Linked DNA regions of Oryza sativa: region 2 is linked to region 1. The links are chromatin contacts, called in public HiCAR-type maps. All regions are on one chromosome and are shown on one strand. The core of a region is the stretch at or near the end of the contact, and the rest is flanking DNA. Distances in the headings are between cores, read along the strand shown.

What was found. HiCAR-type assays count read pairs that join an accessible place to other places.
Region 2: a HiCAR-type map of leaf shows a contact between it and region 1, with 2.7 times the contacts expected there. The contact joins the promoter of LOC9267420 here to the promoter of LOC136351104 in region 1. A contact is called at or near these places in 1 of 15 Hi-C or Micro-C datasets (panicle) and 1 of 4 datasets of contacts at active chromatin or transcription factors (leaf).

Annotation. Positions count from the first base shown.
Region 1 is chr12:19,692,013-19,698,735 of ASM3414082v1, forward strand. It overlaps LOC136351104 (ureide permease 1-like), which reads right to left and starts at 2,752. Exons shown (of 6, transcript XM_026022218.2): 1 at 2,365-2,752; 2 at 1,858-1,996; 3 at 1,537-1,764; 4 at 1,282-1,388; 5 at 809-1,183; 6 at 1-698. The coding sequence starts at 2,601. The coding sequence ends at 540. It overlaps LOC9270871 (eukaryotic translation initiation factor 5B), which reads left to right. Exons shown (of 10, transcript XM_015763882.3): 9 at 32-151; 10 at 239-508. The coding sequence ends at 304.
Region 2 is chr12:19,923,768-19,931,114 of ASM3414082v1, forward strand. LOC9267420 (ubiquitin-like-conjugating enzyme ATG10) reads left to right here and starts at 5,521. Exons shown (of 9, transcript XM_066306306.1): 1 at 5,521-5,828; 2 at 6,227-6,430; 3 at 6,535-6,588; 4 at 6,671-6,730; 5 at 6,981-7,080; 6 at 7,159-7,256; 7 at 7,347. The coding sequence starts at 6,275. LOC4352296 reads left to right here. Exons shown (of 2, transcript XM_015763459.3): 1 at 1-541; 2 at 2,401-2,832. The coding sequence ends at 2,616.

The DNA of each region.
Region 1 (6,723 bases), core at 1,502-4,001:
GAAAAAGCCTAACATACATTTTCTCCACCAGATAACCGGGGAGAGCCCCAAGGAGAAGACCTGGTTGTATGGACGCCATTTTGATGAGAGCAATGAGCTGATCAGCCAAATCTCAAGGAGATCCATTGATGTCCTCAAAGAGTACTATCGAGTAAGATACATAACCACAGCCATTTCCATTTATCTTGCAGAGCCCTTAACACGTGCATCTAATTTTTGTGAATTCACCTTGCTGCAGGATGAAATGAATGATGAGAATTGGCAGCTTATCCGCAGGCTAAAGAAACTACTCGATATAGCCTGAAGGATTGGAATACTTCTGTCGTCTTCTCGTGTCGGCAATTTAGATCACGTTCATCATTTTCTGGTCTGTGTTGTGTCCAGAAACTCCAGTCATACTTTGTCATCATTTGTCAAACCGTTTTGTTACTTTGTGAATAATGGATGAATCTATAGATGTTTGTAATGGCGAATATTGTCGTTAATGGTGAATGTTGCATCTGTGATATCTTCCTGGAGTGAAATCCTTCTGTGTTGGACTACCCTGTCTTCCTATGTGCTGCTGAAGCCATGAGAAGTACCACTGCAACGATGAACATCGACAACATGCAACCGAGCAACAGGTAAGTCTTCCTCGATGATCTCCGGTACTCGCCAAAGAGGATGACTCCCCAGAATGTACTGACAAGAGGCAGTGCCTGATCACACCATATCATGAACACCATGAGTTTTAGTTGTATTACAGCTGAAATGCAGGTAAAATGCAGCAAACATTGCAGAGCTGATATGAACCTAAGGAGAGGATCACCTGGACAGCATCAGCAGCTGCATATCCAGCAGCCTGCCCACCCATGAACTGGAACCCATTGCCAAACCCACAGAGCAGCCCTGCCAGGAGCGCCCAGTGCCTGCCGTTCCAGTCTCCGGCATAAGCTCCGATGGTCGACGGCGGTACACCGGCCACCGGGCGGTAGAGGAGCCGGGCGTTGAGGCCGATACCGACGGCGAAACACGAGACGGAGAAGTAGAAGAAGGCGGTGTAGACCGTCAGGTGGGGGACGCTGTCTCTCAGGGTGCGCCACTGGTCGTTGGTGGCCAGGTTGATCGCCGGCGAGAAGAGGGAGAAGCAGACTCCGGCGAGGAGCACCATTCCCAGTCCTAGCCACCTGCTGGAGCCAAACACCTGAAACCCACAAACCGGTATTCAGGTTTCTGAATTTCAGGGCCTATATTACTCCTTTATAAGCTTCACCAATCTTCAGAGGCAGTGGGTGATGTGACCTTGATGGATCGCCTCTTCTCAACCTGAACGATGAACTCTGCGGTGCCGGTATCGAAATCGTCGTCTTCGCCATTCTCCAGTTCTTCTTGATTTGGCAGCAACTTCACTGAAAAAAAAATGGTAGCAAAGTAGCAACTTTGTTAGCTTCTGCATTGCATAATCTCACCCTTTTTCAGGTGGTTAGAAGATAGATAGTACCACCTTGGTCAGCAACATCACTGCTGAGCTCTATGCCTCTACTCCTGCAAACAAACGAATTGTACTTCTTGACATCAAAGGAAGGTCTCTCGAAGAAAATTCAGATTGGTAGTGCTCAAATGCATTTCTGAATCCTGACATGCTTAGCTTCTCCTCCTCATCCTTGGCATTGGAAGAGTGGACAGCAGAGCCGAGGAAGATAGCGACGAGGAAGCATGCTACACCCGGGAAAAGGATTTCTGCCCTATTTATTCGGCCATCGAGGAAGTAGTTCATGGTTGTTCCTTCAATAGATCATGGTCATCCGCATTAGCGAAGTGCAAGATAAATAGCTGCAGATTCACCAAAGATTCAGTTTTTTGCATGTTTGGGTGTACCTAGAACTACAGCCAGACTTGAGCAGATGATGTTTGTCACAGACAGACCGACAAATGCCCACGCATACTGCGAGATCAAATGTCCGATGCTGAGAGCAATGCCACCGGCCATCGCAAATAGGACTGAAGGCCAGTTATCCTGCATTGATCAATGGCTGCAAATCATGGAAGAATTCACTGAAGTTGATTATCCACATAAAAGCTGAACACTCTAACGACAGTGACACGATGCAACCAACATACAGTTGGGACAAGTCTCTCATGCTTGTTTTGCGTCCACAGATACCATCCAAATTCCAAAGTCACACTGTCAACTTGAAGCAATTCTGAATTTCCAGTTATCAAATTCAGCTATTCACTTCCAAATTACTCTCATTAACAGGTACTAACTCACACAGCTTCTTATGAAATCACCACTGCATTCTTGATGGCTAAGATATTCTAGTCCTAGATTGCATGACACAAGAACAACCAACTGAACCAAGAAACCTTAAAAAAAGCACTGACCTGAGTGAGCTGAGTGAAGAAGCTTGGCATGCTAGGCCTGGTCTCTCCAACCTGCCCAAATGTGATGGCAATCACAGCAGCAGCAAGGAGATTTGTGACAGAGTAGTCCAGGTATGTGTGCTGAGGCAGCCGTCCTCTACGCTCCAGGAGAGTCAGGAGAGCAGGCCAGGTGCCCAGGAAGAGGAGGGAGGCCACCATCAAGGCGACGGCGCCGCCCCGGTCCTCGACGACGAACATGTCGACGCCGGGAAGCGGAACGGAGAGCCTGGGGTGTGATCTCCGGGGAGGATTTCAGGCTAGATCTTTCATCTCAAGTCTCAATTGGACGAATTGCTCATGTCCATGTGAACTAGTCTCACTCTAACCCCCATTTCCCTGGCATGTTGTCCTCATCTAGTTCATGTTTTGGCCTGAAAAAGGTAAAGAGATAATCAAGGATGTGGTCATGATGAGCCCGCTACGGCGCTCTCTACTCTTAGTAGAAATCAATATGAACCCTATATCTTATTTGATTAAAGAGTTTAAATTTATTTATACTATCACCTTAGTTAGCGGGAGTAGAATATGAAGGGGTATTATTATAAAAAAAATACAAAGGGGTATAATAGTTATTTATCAGTGACTAAACCTTTTTTTTCTTGTTTTAGTGTTTTCGATGAAATATGAGTGATGCTAGTACAATGAATGATCGATGTAGCCGGGAAAAAAATAAATAATAAAGTTACTCCTAATCATTATATTATTAGTAAATTACTGATTAACAGTTGTATTATACTACAGTAAAAAGCACCAGAGCATCTCATTGCAAATATATAACCTGTGACTGAATAAAGAAAGCACAAAGTTCTTGAGATCTGGTTTACAAGTCAGAGCTGCCCTTATTTTTCTCCACTTCATGAAATGATGCAATATAAAATGAACTAGTTGAGGATATGTGTTCCTTGTTAGTAGGTCTACTTGTTTGCAAGGATGGATAGATTAATTAGCTGGAGTACATAATTAACGATGGGTTCAGTTCTCTCTGCTCTCTTCATTAACTATAGAGAAAATTACATAATGGGCTAATCAAAGAGCAGCAGAATCAGATGAAAGAACCCAAAATCAGATGGGATCACATACGAGAAGGCACTTAAGGTCGAGAGTAGCAGTAAGTTTGGTGTTAATGCGTAATCTAAAGATTTTTATAGAAACAATACAATTTTAATAAAAAATCGTAAAAATATAGGCCAGCCAGATAAAATCGCAAGTTTAGCACCCATGGGGCCATGAAAAAAATAATAAAAAGTGCATGCATACAAGGGCATGTCCAACATCCCATGTTCGACAGGTTCTACTGCACAACCCCTATCGAACAACCATTGTTCGACACAGTGCTAAACTTATGATTTTATCTGGCCGATCCATATTTTTGCGATTTTACATTGAAATCATATTACTCCTAAAAAAATTTCTAATCTAAATGGGTAATAATGCTTGAAATTTTCATCATCAAAGAAATGTGAACGAACCTATATATATTGGCTAGTGAGCACACAAAGTAGATTTTTTTTTTGTGTGTGTGCCTCCTGTCTCAGGGATTTTGAGGTGTCGGAAAAGTGGAGATGCCACGGAGTTGCGGTCGGAGAAGGCGGCGTCGTGCGAGCTTGAAGGTAGGGGAAGCATCTGACATGTGGGGTCAGGTGGGTCCGACATGTCAGCGGGAAAGAACGAGGAGGCGGGATTGCTGGGCTGGGTTGGGCTGGCTCGCGGCTATGTTGGGCCCGCGGAAAGATGCACGCCAGAGTTGGGCTGGATTTGGCCCAGATCGAGGAGGAGGAATTTCAATCGCTTTATGATTTGCTGAAGAAAGGCTGAAATGATATTTACTCATCATCAACTATCCTATATTTCATTCACCAACTTTTTTTACTCATCATCTATATGTATATTTCACTAACTCATTTTAATCATCATCATCAGACAAATCCAACAGCCTAAATAATCTATAGGAGTACTGTAGAAGCAAATGATCCAGATCACCCATCTCTCCTTTGGACACAGATCGACCTACCCTGAGTCCTCGAGCACAGATTGGCCTACCTTGAGCTCTAGACTTGTGTGCGAATATGCAAATTTTTAACGGGGGCACAAATTAAGTTTGAATTAAAAAATAGTGACATGGTAAAAAATTGTAAGTACTCAGTGATTCACTGTAGATACGTCCACGGCGTTAGAACCCGAGGTTCGTAGAAAGAAGCTTGGGATCACAGAATTATCCACGTGGTCGTTGATCGCCGTCTCTCGTTTCATCCTGATGCTTCTCATTCATTCTCATCCTATCCTACAATTGGTTCTATGGCTGTGTTTAGTTCACACTGAAGTTTGAAAGTTTGATTGAAATTAGTACGATGTGATAGAAAAGTTGTGTGTATATGAAAAGTTTGATGTGATGGAAAGTTGGAAGTTTAGAAAAAAAACTTTAGAACTAAACAAGACCTATATTTTTCTTCATAGTACTGCATTCGATCGCCGTCTCTCATTTCATCCTGATGTTAGCTGTTGACACCTGTGTTTGGCTCTTCGACTGACTTGGTTTTTTATGGGTGGAGAGCTGGGGTATGGGTAGGTGCATAAGCAAGGAAGTAAATTTATATTGATGTAGGGGTCACTGGTGGAGAAACCGTTTGTAGTCCCGGTTAGTAACCCCTTTAGTCCCGGTTGTTCAACCGGGACTACGAATCCGGGACTAAAGATAGCATCCCGGGTGAAATAACCGGGACTAAAGGTTACCAATCGGGACTAAAGATCAAATATGCCCGTTACCCTTTTTAACCGGGACTAAAGATCATCTTTAATCCCGGTCTTTGTTGCAACCGGGATTATTGTGGAATTAGGCCTACCGACGAAAGATGGTTTCTCCACCAGTGGGTGTCCATGGTGTGATTTTGGTGGGTGTTTATTAATTTCTGATTAAGATATATATTTTACCTTGATTTTCGTTAGCACACATTTCAAACGGTTAAACGGTGTGTTTTGTGCGAAAACTATTTATATAGAAATTGCCTTCAAATATTAAATAAATCAAATTTTCAAGTATGTAATAATTAAAAATCAATTAATCACGCTCTAATGACTTTCTCATTTTGCATGCCCATACTTAATCTTCATTGGATGCTATGTTGAATGGGGCATAAGGGAGCATAAAAGTGTAAGTACGATGATATGTGAATATGGGGTCGCTCAATATGTAGATCGGATAAATGCGGATTTGGAGGTTGGGGTGTTACAAGTGGTATCGAAGAGTTTAAGTGATGTACACAAATATGGTACTTAGATGAAATATATAATGGGGCTTATTTCTTTTACCACTAGAGACCACGGTAAAAAAATTGTCCTATGTTGGATCGGATACATCATCAGTTCATCACTGAAGTTCTTACCAATGCTGTGTTTGTGAGTCAGCTTATAAATGTTGGCTTGTACGTGACTTGAGAAGCCCAAAACTACCATGAACTCTTTTTCCCCCAAATTTGCTTCAGTCTACTGTCTAGGCCCAATGCAAATTTCTGGATAGCATATGCACAGTACAAAACTGTCTGTTGTATTTGGATTTGGATGCATCGGGAAAACAGAGATGACTAGAAGCAGAAACTACCCACGTTCAGTACCTACTGGATCTAGTCGTATATCTCAACCATGGAAACACATGCATCTTTGGCCTAACAGTTCAATTTTGTTGTTGAATCTTCATCAAGCTTTTTGTTGTGCCTTCGTCAAGCAACAAAAATCCATGAACTGCAAAAAAAAAAAAAAGTACGCTGAAGAATTACCTAACATCTAATACGTACTCTGGCGTGCGTCTATTTGCGTGTACCTTCATTAGTATCTTACCCTATCCTCAAAGGGATTCCTAATTATAATGTGGTCTTTAACTTTATTAGGGTTATAAGAACATCAACCGTTGGATCAACAGCCAATGGATGGTGTAAATAAACTTAGATTATTCTAAAAAGAAAAAAAATCCTTTTTTGGATGAGTTCCGTGTCTTTTCTTTTTCTGTCGGGGTGGATTCCCCTATTGGGATTTCATTCTACCCCACTTCCTTTTTATTTAAAGAAGGCAAAAGCTTGAGCGGTAAAAAGCACACTTCGTACAAACGTACACATCGTGCTCAAAAATCCAAAAGAAAACTTCTTCCCCTTTCTAAAAGAAAGAAATTCCCAGTTGAACCAAAAACATGCTCTTCTCAACAACTCTCCAAAAATTCACCTTGCTTCTCCCAAAAATCCAAAAATTTTCACATTACTTCTCTCCCTTTTGACAATGATTTCATCAAGCATAGGAATTATGTTCATTAATATTCAAGAGCTTAGTATACAT
Region 2 (7,347 bases), core at 4,271-6,770, 230 kb after region 1:
AGCAGAGGAGTCTACCATTTCCAGTGTTTCCGGAACACCAGTTGAAATATTCACTGACAAAGACAATGTGGAGAAGGGAGTGGTCGAAGACACAGTAGTCGTCGAGGCCGCGGTAGTGGAACAATTGGCAAGCAATGCGGGTATCGTCGCGCAGGAGTTGGTCGACACGAACGTGGCGATTGTTGCTATTTCAGCGCCCGAAAACGAGGCGACGACACCGACGAGTGACCTTGTCGCTCGCGTGTCAGAGGAAGTTGTGGGAAGTTCATGTGATGGTGAGATGCAAGAAACCGCTGTGGTGGATGATACCATGAGGGAACTAAGTGATGCAAACATGGATGAAGATGTGCAACACCATGATCAAAGAGTTGTTTGTAGTTCTGTCTTGATGGCTTCTCCATTGGCTGTTGGTGATTATGAGGATGTAATGTCCAGCGGGAGCACACAAGACATCCCTGAAGTTTGTGATGAGACATCCCAGCCTGGTCAGGAGCATGATCAGTCTGATGGGTTTGAGGCAAAAGTAATTTCTGGGGACAAGGTGAGTCGATTATACATATATACTCCAATTATTTCCATAGTTAACTGATCACTTGGATCAAGAATGTTAATATAAACTTCTGTTCTAGCTAATTAGACATAACACACATTGTACATGACACTTAAAATTTTTGTCACTCTAAAATATATTGCATATTTTTTTGAGGGAAAAAATATATTGCATATGAGTATGATCACTACATCTGCCTGTTTGTTACCAAGGGCTGGCCTCATAAAAAGATTCCTTACAAACATGTTGAGTCAGTTGGCAATAGGACATTTCCCTCCAGAAAAAAAAACTAACAATGGCAGATGAAAATGGTTGGAACATGAACTGTTTACATGCAAAATATGCTACAATTTATCTAAATAGCTTGCTCCAGGACAATGGAACATGGCATTGACACATTATTACATCTTGAGCTTTTTTACAGTTTCTATGAAGGTACCGGAAAGATAAATTATGGGTACCATGTGAACTGCTTACTATGATTATCTCCTACAGTGTCTTGGGTAAAATAAAAACTTGTTCCAGTGTAAATTAAATGGTCTCATAAACATGAATGGCAGAACACACAAACTTGTCTGTGAGTAACAATATCAATTGCAAATAATTGATAGTAACTGAATATACAGTCCTTGCTGCTTATGTTCATGGTTTTAACTACAAACAATTGATAGTCCAATAGGAACATCGGCAGTGGCATGGTAGGCATTGTATCTCCTTCCATTCTTCAATGAAGTAATTTATTTTTATTGTTAGCAGTAGTAAACTAGTAACTGCTGCTTGTTGTATGCCAATGATGGCAGGTCATATACCAACATGTTGCATAACAAGTGGAAAATCTACAGTTATTAGTTTCAAGACTTTGAATTGTACTGAATATACGTGTAAAACTAAAACCAAGTTTTTGCTTTAGTACACTTGCAGACATAGTAGTGTCAAATTTTGGATCGGATTAGAAGGAGAGCGTTGCTCCCATCCAGCAACTTGTACCGGCAGGTACAGAGATAAATCCATCCGTCCATGTTAGAAGGGTACGATCGGGAAATACAGAAAGGAGTTGCGCCCTCGCTTTCTCCTTTTCGCTCTTTCTCTGTTTCCTCCCTCCGCGCAGCGCCGCTCCTTTTCGCTCTTTTTTCGTTTCCTCACTCCGCCTTAAACGGATCAGACGCCGCCGCCTCGCCTCCCACGAAGCACTTTGCCGCCGGCTGCCTCCTACAGATCAGCCGCCGCCACCGCCTCGCTTCCCACGGAGCACCTCGCCGCCGCCTCAAACGGATCAGCCGCCGCCACACCGCCTCCTCCCACGAAGCAAGTCGCCGCCGACAAAGCAACTCGCCGCCAACAAAGCACGAAGCAACTCGCCGCCGCCTCCCACGGATCGGATCAGAAAGGAATGGCTGAGATTTGGTAGAAAACCCTATTTCCCTCCCCGGACACTCACACTCCTACGCGAAAAGACAAATTTACCCTTCCACCACTCGAAATATTCTGGTACCTCCTCATGAGCAAATTTGTACCTGGAGGTACCACTTATTTTCTACCGCCCGATTTCGCTGATTGAATGGCTGAGATTTGGTACCAGACAGTACCGATGGTACCTGCTGAATGGGAGCAAAACTCTTAGAAGGAACATTCTTTGCAAATATGTCAAGCAGTAAAATCACATGCAAAGTAACGACTCGAAATGCTAAACTGAACTAGTTTTCTATCATTGTGTGTAATGGGCAGGAACTGATTATTGCACTATTCATAATTAACTAAATTCAATAAACTTTGGCTTCCGTCTAGTATTATCCATACTTTTGCGATGTTTCTTCATTGAGATGTCATGATAATTCTTTGTTTTCTACCAGGATCTCTACACCGAAGAACACGTAAGGCAACAGCTCGAAACATTAAGAACAATAACAGGGTACAGATCTCCATTTTCTTCGACACTCGAAGGTGAGCTGGCTGCCCTTTACCTGTTCATCGGAGTGGAGCCCCCTGTCAGCTCGAGGAATGCCTCTGACCTAATGGAGATCAATGCAAAACTCCGGCTGTTGAAATCAATCGTTGGTGTTGATTGAATTATCTCGAGGGCGATCAATCAGGACGTTTTTGGTTTTGATTATACATCTATGGATGCATATCATACAGTTTAACAATTCTCTGTACATCCAAGACAGTCGATCGAGACTGTTTATCAATCAGTAGAGTACACTGCATCTGCCTATGTACTTTGTATGGAGAGACGGTTCTTGTTCTGTTTAATTTCTTCTGGACATACTGACCAGTTCCTGTCATGGAGTTCTACAGGTAGTTTTGAGTTTGCCTCACTATGAACTTAAAATTATTACATGATGATACGGAAAATAAGCATCTATACGAAAGGACTGGAGGGGTGTGTAATGAATCCCCTCTAAATTTCAGTCTCTATCGCCGTGTTTAGTTACAAAATTTTCCTTCAAACTTTCAACTTTTCCATCACATCAAAACTTTCCTACTCACACAAATTTCTAACATTTTCGTTACATCGTTTCAATTTCAACCAAAATTTCAGCTAAACACACCCTATATCGATCTCATTTCTCTGCTTACGTTGGCATCATCATCCTCCAACAGCCACGTCGCCGATCGATGCCGTTTTCTGCTTTGTTGGTTCATCTTCAATGCACGGCGTTCTAGCTTAGCCACAGGACACTGTTTCTTCCCATTCCTCGTCAATCTATCCATCTATGATCTCCCTCGTCAATCTCTTTCTCTAATAATAGCAAAAACTAAATCACCGTGATAAGCCAAATTCTTTTCTCATATGAGACTGTCTACCCACCATTCGATAAAAAAAATACACCTACGAGTGATGAGCCAAATCCTTTTTTTTCATATGAGGTTGTCTACCCACCATTCGGTAAAGAAATACACCCTAAAAATCATGCAAGCTATGGATCATCTGATTGCTTTGAGATTCGACCCAAACCCTAAAAACCATTTCCTCCCTCCATCCCTCCCTCTCCTGAGTCCCTCCTCAGACCTCACACCACCGCCACTATCACTAGCATCAATTGTGTCGCGCCTCTACTGTCATCCCTCCTCGCTAGGCCTCCTCTCTCTTCTTTTCCCCATTTCATTTTCCTTAAGTTGGAAGCGGTGAGCTATCAACCCCCCCCTCGGCGCATTGTCATCTTCCTAGTCTCCACCTCTTCGGCCGCTCCCAGCCGCCGAATCTGCTACAAGTAGCCACCTCCTCCTAACCAATCGTGCTAGCCCACAAGATGAGGCGTCGCCCCAGCATAGCATATGCAAACGGTTGTGCTGGCACAGTCCATTTGGCCACCTTTAACGTAGTATGTGTTATTTACTTTGATTGTTTAGTCTTTGGTTTTTCTTTATTGTGCATATTTTTGGGTGTATAGCCTGCAATGATATAAACCTGGTCAATTACTTTTGCGGTTCAAAAGAACCGATGCTGAAAAATAGGTTGAATGATAAAGAAACTCCAAAATCAAGTCTAAGTTTTGAAATTGAAATTTCGACATCGACTGATAAACCAACAAGTAGACGATGAAAATCTACCTTACTAAATACTCCTTAGATATAACCTATGCGAAAGCACCGCCAGACCTGGGCAACCATCTCCATCATCTTGATTAATTTATCATCGAGTTGTTCTAAAACCGGTTGCTACAACGTTCTATGAAAGTAGTGAATCGATCGCCACGGATTCACTATTGCAAGATAACCACAACACAATTGCATAAACGACGTACCACAGATTGAAGGTTTACTGGAGAACTGTCTCACCACTGGATTTAATTAAATTAACGTGAGTAAAAAAATAGTTAATTTTGCAGAAAAAAATATTAGTTATTTAATGTGAGAGCTTAGTTTAATGTACCCCTACTATCCTTTTTCTTTCTACTCCCTCCATCCTAATGTGATCATCCTACTAACAAAAACCAAAAATACCATTTTAATCATCGCATATAGTTAGGTGTTGTTGGTAATCTCGTGGACGGCGTCTTGTATTGCATGCATGCATGGATGGAATTAATGCGTGTATGTAATTCCAAAGAGTTAACACCAGCGCCACAACATCTCTTCTCCCACCGAGCAAAACGCATGGACATGATGGATAGAGTAGACCACAACACCATGGTCGTTGTGGCTGGAGTAGGAGACGGGGTCGCGGTCACCGTGCCCGGAGAGGGAGGCAATGTCGCAGGGGTCACGGCTAGCCGAAGCGCACACGGAGATATCGTTGGATCAAGGAGTTGCATGCCACAATGCACTTTGCATGCACTTTCATCGATCTTACGGGACCTAATGAAGATGGCGAGATACTATTTGCATGCAACTCAAAGCGACAATTAATTATTTGATGATGATTTAATATCAGAATTAAGTAGGCCGTGTTGTCCTTGGTCTTGGTGTGTTTTCTTATACGATGATCATATTGGGATGGAGGAAGTGTTGGTACTAATTATTTTGTAAAATATGTTGGGAGCAAGGAAAACAGAGGAGTTCTTCACTCAGTGTCTTTCTAAACAAGGGAGCTCGTGTGGTGTATGTTGTTGTGTGCTGCTAGCTAGCTTTGTATTCATTTTAATGTAAACTAGTATACGTCATACACACATACACTTGGTTGCCTATTTATAGGCCTATCAAACCGATATGGAGAAAACTTCATGATTCTACTAGTAACTTGAAGTCGGGTGGGCTGGTTTCACCATAAGAAATTTAACCAGTTGAGCTATGCTCACTTCGTAAAACTCTAGATTTTTACAGAGTAGTGCTAGTGTCTTTAACTATTTTACATCTAGATTATTACCGAGTGAAAGATGAGAGAGTTTGAGATTATAGTAGAAGTCTTTGTAAATAAATTAATTTACTCCAACAGGTAGTATTTACTATTGGTAGCGAGAGTGGATTTTGCAGTTTGAACCCCAAGTAGGACCGCTAATAATTTGGACGGGTTTACCTTTTTTCAGTTTGAACCCTGTTTAGACCGCTAATAACGGTTTTAGTCCCTGACGAGCTCTTCCTCCTCCTCCGACGCCGCCGCCGCCGCCGCCGCCGCCACGCCGCTCGCCGGCGGCCCCTCGCCATCGCCGCCTCTCGTTAGCTCCCCCCCCCCGGCGCCGACGCCGGCTTTGGCCTCTGTGGCTCGTGCCCTTCCAGGCTCCACTGCTCTCCGCCCCTCGGCTTGCTCTGCGCCGCGCGCCGCCTCCCTCAACTCTCGCCGTCTCCGCACGCCCTGCTCGGCTACTCGCCGCCGGCCGCGGCGGTAGTCAAGATCGAGGTAATAAATCCCTGGATTGAATCCCCTTCTCAAATCCCCCAATCCGTTCCCCATTTTTTTTTGTTCTGAATCGATCACTCAATCAACTGTAGCTGAACTTAATAATAGGCACTAGTAGACCTGTTCATCAAGATCATTTTTCAATGTGTTCGGGCTTCTTTTTTTAGGAGATTAACACAATATTTTAACTCTTGCATTCATAACTCACCATAGAAAATTCAGGTTGGACTCCTACTGCAATGTACGCGTATGGTATTGTTAGTTTGGTACTTTGGTTTGGATCTGGAAAGCAATTAAAATCTGTACAGATTAATTTGTGCTGTTTTTTTCTTTTTTTGGCGGCATGGTGCTATCAACTTTTAATCTCATGACTAACAATATTTTCTGTCAATACGTAGCCATCAAATCCTGTGTTTGCCACTGGCATTAGATTTGGTGGTTTTGTGATGGGAGGCTCCTCAATTGGGGAGGGAACTCTGTCTCTCGGTGACTTCGTTGCGTCTGCAAAGGCCCTGATTGAGAAGTGGAAGGTGATTGATGTAGAAGATTCTCTTCCTGATTGGCAATGGAAACCGTGTGGCAAGACGGGGGTTCCATCTGAGGTTGTGCTATCAGATGCATGAGCATTACTCTCTTTTTCCTTTTTTCAGATTAATTTTACTTAAAAGATGGCGAATGCCGATATGCTTGCTTGTCCTTTATGCAGGAAGAGGGCTACCTAGCTCTCGAAGGAGTATACCGCAATCCTGGAGGAAGGCATGTTAGTATCGTCCTCGTGTACTTACATGTATTACAAGTAATATGAGCTTCCAAATTAGTGTTGACTTGAAATTTTCCTCTAGGAACAAATTGGGGATAGCAGTAATTTCGATGATGCGGACATTGTCAGCGATGATGCTTGGGTAACTTTTCAGTACACATTGTTCATTTTATGTTTCTGCTACCTGCTTATTGATGGTGCCTAGGTACTTTCTCTTACCCTCTGCAATTTGCATATATTCGGAATATTTTTCCTATAAGAGAAGATACCAAATAGCTGGCATAACGCAGTCATTTGAATTGATAACTTACTCAGAAACAACTGAAATAACTTTTGATCTCTAAATTCTCATATGTTCAATACTAACATTTATGATTTCCTTCTCTTTGCAGGCCCAGAGCTCTAGTGAGAGTGTTCATATTTATGATTACCATGTTGTCTATAGTTTTTCTTACAAGGTTCCAGTGCTATACTTTCAGGGTCATCAGGCTGGTATGCATATTACAGAACAAAAGTGAATATGTCATTCCTTTAGTGTTCTGTTGACAGACATCTCCAACTTATTCTTAGGTGGCCAGCTGCTAACTCTAGATGAGATAAAAGAGGACCTTCCTTCTCACTCACTTAAATTATTAGGTGAATCGAAGTGGACATTTATTACTCGGGAGGTACAAGTGGTTATACACTTCCCTTGATTGATATATTCTGTGTACCTTTTGTTGGAAAGTTTTATACTCCCTAACACTTGTTGTCTATAGT